Linked DNA regions of Mus musculus: region 1 is linked to region 2. The links are chromatin contacts, called in public Hi-C maps. All regions are on one chromosome and are shown on one strand. The core of a region is the stretch at or near the end of the contact, and the rest is flanking DNA. Distances in the headings are between cores, read along the strand shown. Region 1 overlaps Nfib (nuclear factor I/B). Region 2 overlaps Nfib (nuclear factor I/B).

Region 1 (3,257 bases), core at 516-3,015, 160 kb before region 2:
TCGTGACAAGTTTTTCTTTTCGCATTTAATGTGTTCTCTTACTAAATGTATTAGCATCACTAAAGTGTACCTAAAATGTACATTTTAATGCAAGTGAACCCAAAGGGAAACATCATCTACCCTGGGTGACAGTAGAGAAGGACACGGGGTCCCATTCATTATGAGCAGGATACTTTTCTCCGCAGCTTGATTCTGGAAAGCATTTTGGTTTGTTTAACAAAATTCTTACTGAGATTTAAAGTGTACCCCCAAGGTGCCCTGTGCCCTGTGCCCACCTTGCTCCATGGAACGACAGTGTGGTAGTGCAGCCAGGCATGCGGTCCCCTTTTCCTTGGCATCCCTTTGAGCGGCATAAGATCCATATTCTAGTCTCTGAGAGGTGGAAGTGTGTCTTGTCCAGCTGAATCTTTTGGTCTGATTTTTTCCCCCCTGGTCCTAATACATGTTTATTCCTACATGCGACAGATCTGCAGTCGTGTTTTCTTTCTGAGTTATAATGACTCAGATGTCATAATTAATCTGATGAGCAGGTGGGGTTATTAGCCCTGTGCTTCACTTGCTAATAGCTCCACAGTTTTTCTAAAGTACTCTTTCAACTAAGGAGGCATTTCTTCACATAGAATAAACAGTACAGCACAAAAGCCTCAGTTAGATAACTATCCGTGGGCTTGAAAAGCTGCCAAGCAGATGTTGTTATTGGAGCTGGCCCAGGCGAGATTGGGCCAGGCAGATGCTCATGGGGAGGGGAGTAGGGGGAGCAAAGGGGGAGGAGAAACAAGTGAGTGGAGGTTGCAGGGAGGAGGGGGGTGGTTCTCTAGGACCCTGACACCAGGTTGAGACAGATGGGAGGTACCTTTGTGTCATATGTGTTACTTCCATGCTTGTGACCTTTAGGCAGACACAAATGAGGGTGGGATGGACGAGGGGACCCTCTGCAAGTATCCACATGGGAGTGCTCATCCAGCAGTCGGAGACTCCTGGTTTGCATTAGGGGGGCTGTGTGCAATTTCTGAAGGGCCTACGGAGACCGTGCTTCATACCTATCCACGTATGTAATGGACGTGACATTTCCCAGAACACACAGGTTTCTCCTTTATTGCTCTAAATTAGGTTGTGCAAACTTAAGACAAAAGGCTGCTCTGTTTCCCATCACCCTTTCTATAATTTTTCTTTGCACATTTCCCACTCTGGATTAAAATGGTGCAAAGTAACCGCTTACTTTTCTGAGTTTAAAATGAATCTTGAGGTCTGTCAGCTTTCTATGAAGTAAATGTGTGGAAGGTTTTTTTTTTTTCCTAAGCTGATCTTGTTTTGGTTCTCTGCCGTGTGTGTGTGTGTGTGTGTGTGTGTGTGTGTGTGTCTGTGTGTGTGTGTGCTAAAGCTTTTTAAAACTCATCTCTCACTCCCCTTCACTAGATTAAATTCTGTAATCTCATTTTTCTTTGAGCTGATCTCAAGCCAATGGTCTGGGGATTTTATAGCCAAGGGATAATTTTTGATAATGGGCTATTAAAACACTTGCATGCCTACCCTGTCTTTCAAATTAGTGTGTGCAGATCGTCTTTCTTGGGGTGGGGGTGGGGGGAGTCCTTCCCTTGGCAATAAGCAACTGATTATGCTGTAAGTAGCGTGAAAGCTTCCTGGAAGGTTTGTGCCGGGTGCACAGGTACCTTTGAAAGGACAAATAGCATGGTAGCTGTGGCAGGAGCCGAAGCACTGCCCAGGGGTTCTCTTCTCCTCATGGGAGGGAAAGTCTTGTTTTCTCTTATCCAGACGGGCGTAGTGTCTCAACACCAGGCCATCTAATAGTTTACTTAGTGATGGAAGTGCAGTGTCTTGAGACAGTGGTGTGAGGTCATGTGGTTTTTTGCTGCTGTTTATGGTATGCATATTAATGGGTTAAAAGTGAATAAATCACAGGATAGAGGTCAGGCAGCACCTGTATAAATAATGAGCTTGCCTTTCAAAATATGTAATGTAAAATTAATCAAATATGTGTAGCTCGCCACTTAAATTTTGTTCTATTCAATTAAGCTTCCTTTTCCTCCTCTAGGTTGTTTTTATCGTTGTGTTGTGTTTTTTATAATGAAAGGATTAAAGGAAAACTCATAGGTCCTGAGAAAGTACACTTTCTTGTCAGTATTTGGTTTGAGTGTGACTAGGATTTTGCTAGCAGAAGAGTAAGGTCAATATCTTGTAGTTAAAGAATGCATCTGGCCAGGTGTGGTGGCGTATGCCTTTAATCCCAGCACTCGGGAGACAAAGGCAGGCGGATTTCTGAGTTCGAGGCCAGCCTGGTCTACAAAGTGAGTTCCAGGACAACCAGGGCTATACAGAGAAACCCTGTCTCGAAAAACAAAAAACAAAAACAAAAAACAAAAACAAAAAACAAAAACAAAAAACAAAAACAAAAAACAAAAAAACAAAAAACAAAAACAACAACAACAACAACCCCCCCCCAAACCCAAAGAAAGAAACAAACAAACAAAAAGAATGTATCTGGTTCATTTTTTTAAAAATAAAAACATTTATTCATTCATTCATTCATTCATTTATTTAATGTATATAAGTACACTGTCACTGTCTTTAGACACACCAGAAGAGGGCATCAGATCCCATTATAGATGGTTGTGAGCCACCATGTGGTTGCTGGGAATTGAACTCAGGACTTCTAGAAGAGCTGTCAGTGCTCTTAACCATTGAGCCATCTCTCCAGCCCTCCCCCCACTCATATATGTTGTTGTTGTTGTTTTTAAACATTACATTTATTTGCTTTGATTTTTTTTTTAAAGGGGAAATACACCATGGTGTGTATATGGAAGTCAGAGGACAACTTGTGGTTGGTTCTGTCCTTCTACCACATGGGATCAAATTCAGATCGTCAGGCCTGGCAGCAGGGCGCCTTTACCTGCTGAGACATCTCACTGGCCCTGATTCTGTGTCTTAGTTTTTTTCTTTTTTATACAAAGGTTGTACTTACAGGCATATTTAAAGTAGCATGACCACATGGATCACGAAACTCATGCTATGTGGAAGACTTGGCACGAGAGCTTTCCTTTTAAATTGTAAAGTTAGGCTTCAGACACGTCGAAGTTCTCAGCACACTGCTATCATGTGTGCAGATGGTAAGAACATGCCTGTCTCATGCCTGCATCTTTTCTCTCAGTCTGTGTTTTTGTTGCTCCACAACATGACATGTATCTGGTGAATCCCCTCTTTATTATTGGTAGTACTTTAGGAAAACCTTTCTAATCTGG
Region 2 (2,992 bases), core at 132-2,631:
GTGTACGTTTATGTAGACAGGTAAGTGTCACATGCGATGCATGTATGTGGACAGTCCTGTTCCTATAGAATTAAGCTACTGTTTACTTCAGCATTATTTAGACTATCCTGGCATGTCTCCTAGGTTAGCATTTCCTGCTCAGGATTTCTTATCTTGACACAAAACTGCAGTCCGGGGCAGCTGGGTTGTTTCTGAAGTTCCTTGGGATGGTGGTGGTGGTGTGTGTGTGTGTGTTTGGGGGGCTGGGGGGAGGAGGGGAAGCTGGATTCCCATCTCTGAATCTTCTTTTCAGCTGTTGGCTCTAAAGTGTTCACATTTTTATACAGCATCCTGGGGCCCTAGCACCACTCCAGGACTAATAGAAATGCTGACAAGCTAGGTGGCATAGGTGAGTCCTTGGTTCAAGGCTGAGAATTATGAAATCTAAGGTTGCATCTGAGCAGGGTTTGGTACCAGGGCAGCTGCTGTTGTCATCCTTTGCTTTGAATAGTCTCGTGAAAGCAGTGACTTTCTGTCCTCATCAGCATCATTTGCACCTGTTGGGAGAGCAAAACTGAAGGCGGTAGTATTTTATTCAGATTATCCGAAATGGTTTTCACTCACTCGCTCACACACACACACACACACACACACACACACACACACACACACACACACAGTGTCTCTGTCTCTGATCTGGCTATTGGAAGCAGTGTTGAGACATCATTTTCGCCTACCTTTCTCCATTTATAAAGAGAGATTTGTCCAACTGGCCGTTTCCTTTTTATCTAGACAAACTCTTCAGAACACTTCCTAAGAAATTAATTGTATTCCAGCCAGACTTGCATGCTGCCATCCCACAGGAAATGGGTCAGCAATCCATTAAGATGCCATTAGATAATCTAATTTGGAACTTAATCTCTAAATTAACCATGCTCCATACTTGAAGCATACTTGAGAGAAAGAAAAAAAGTTTACGTTTGAATCGATAGGGGAGCCGAAGCGTGAAGAAGGCTGTTTGTTTTTTCTGTAGCTGTGGTCACGTCTCAAGCCGTCTGGTAACCAGGAGAAACCAGACATGATGTAATTCCAGATTGAACTTGAACTTCAGGGACTTAGCATGGGGGAACAATGGGCCATAGGAATCAATAATGTCCATTTTCCACATGATTATGTCTGGAGCTTTCCCGTCAACCCTTTTGGATGGACAGTGTGGCCAAAGCGAGATGATCCAGGGACAAGATGTTAGAGGAAAGAGAACAACTTTCTCCATGGTACTTTCAGAGCAGCGCTGCAGATTCCAGCGGGATTAGAAAAGTTCCCGCTCTGCAGTGAAGTGGGAGCTCGTTCAGAGCACTCTTTGTTCGCCTAGGTAGGACAAACTTAATCTTCCGTTTCCTGTCAGATGGTTTTTGGCAGCAGAGCCAGAGAGGGAGGAGCAGGATTCAGAACATTCTCAAAATGCAAACCTTACTGGTTAACCCTTTTGCAGCTAAAGGAAGTGTGCTAAATGCTGACCTTGTTTGAAGATGGTTTATGCAAAGCACCGTGTAAACACGCACACTCTCTGCTGAGGAAGTCAGCTCCATTGCGGCCCACACACCATCACTTCATTGTTGTGATCAAGGAGCTGGAACTAGGTGTACTGTGAATCAGGTCATATTTAAATAATAGAGCCTAGAAATGAATGTATTTTTATAGGAAATGCTACAGCAGTAAAGACAAAAGCCTGTTGAATTTCCACATGGGGAATAATAATATTTATGTTGCATATCAGAAAGTGTAGAAATAGAGTTTCCTCTCCTATTTTCTTCGTTCTGGGAGCTCTCTGCATATGTGAACACAGTGAAAGGGCCAATGTCATAAATATAATTGTTAACTCCTTGACATCTTACTCTTCAGAAATCTGGTATAAACAAGTCCTCTTCTTTAGAAGCAAAACTGTAAAAATAATACTAGTATTTGCTTTTAAGAAAAATCATTTGTGAAAGAGTCTCCTGGCTTTTATACAAACTCACATTTCTCTTTCATTTAGTATGCCTTTGGGGAGCCTTTCTGTGAAAAGCACTATTTTGGAGAACCGGAGTTTTTTTTTTTTTGGTAGGGAAATGTCTGTAGTTGAAGAATCACTTATGCAAATAAGAGGAGCAGTAACCCTTGTAACAATAGCATTGAAAAGAAGCCCAGGGGTGGAGAGGAATACAGACTAGAGAAAGGCTGGAAATCAACATGTGGGCTTCCCTGTGGCATGGTCTGGGAGGAGTAAATGACTACAGTTGGCCTGTATGTTTTTATATTTTAATTGGCAATAACATCCGGTAGCTTCATAAGTGTGTGTGTCTGTGTGTGTGTGTGTGTGTGTGTGTGTGTGTGTGTATGCATGCACGGGTGTCTTGTAATTGATTTGTAGTTAACAACTTCATAATTTTCTATCATAGGTTTTTTAGCTCTAAAATATGAGCAAAATCAAATCTTTAAAAAATATGCTTAATTTCCTGATTGAGGGGAAGGATTGCCCTTTAAATCTTATTTACATTTGACTGTTGTAAGCAAGTAAGTTTTTGTGACTTTTGAAGTGCCTGGGTTCCCTTGTTGAAGGGCCTTCTAACATCATGTGTGGAAGGAAGCCTCTATAGTAAAAGCAAAGGGTAGCAATGATCTGGTTCCCTAGACAGCTGCGCTGTCCCCATGTGAAGTCACTATTGCGTGTCGTCTTTTGCAGATGCAGTACTTCACTGGTATATGATACCCCCTTTTTTTTTTAAATTTGGAAAATACTTTCACTAATGCGTGCTACAATGAACCCTTGATCCAGCGTCCCCCAGAAGCAAAGCCGTCTGAAACAATTGACTATAAACCAATGAGGTTTGACAGCCTCCCATTTGATGTTATTTTCAAAAGTGTGGCTCCCCAAGGATTAACAATAAAGAAGGCTATTTACCTACTTAGTTAAGAAATAAATACACTTCTCTTTCATTACTATGAAGTGCTATTGCTTGCAGTTAGATTCATT

The links. Hi-C and Micro-C count contacts between places; a contact is called where the count stands out from the background.
Region 1: a Hi-C map of the N1E-115 cell line shows a contact between it and region 2, with 2.4 times the contacts expected there. The contact joins two enhancer-like sites. A contact is called at or near these places in 1 of 484 Hi-C or Micro-C datasets (the N1E-115 cell line), 1 of 115 datasets of contacts at active chromatin or transcription factors (liver) and 1 of 9 other capture datasets (embryonic stem cells).

What each region holds. Positions count from the first base shown.
Region 1 is chr4:82,461,944-82,465,200 of GRCm38.p6, reverse strand. All of the region lies in intron 2 of Nfib (nuclear factor I/B), which reads left to right. It also overlaps 2310067E19Rik. Among named protein-coding and RNA genes, the nearest start is that of Nfib, 42 kb to the left of the region's middle. Within about 2 kb of position 1,765, at least 44 of the 459 cell types and tissues checked have an H3K27ac peak or open chromatin away from gene starts, as enhancers often do. A contact at or near this core is called in the N1E-115 cell line, where this site is marked.
Region 2 is chr4:82,302,775-82,305,766 of GRCm38.p6, reverse strand. All of the region lies in intron 11 of Nfib (nuclear factor I/B), which reads left to right. Among named protein-coding and RNA genes, the nearest start is that of Nfib, 200 kb to the left of the region's middle. Within about 2 kb of position 1,381, at least 116 of the 459 cell types and tissues checked have an H3K27ac peak or open chromatin away from gene starts, as enhancers often do. A contact at or near this core is called in the N1E-115 cell line, where this site is marked.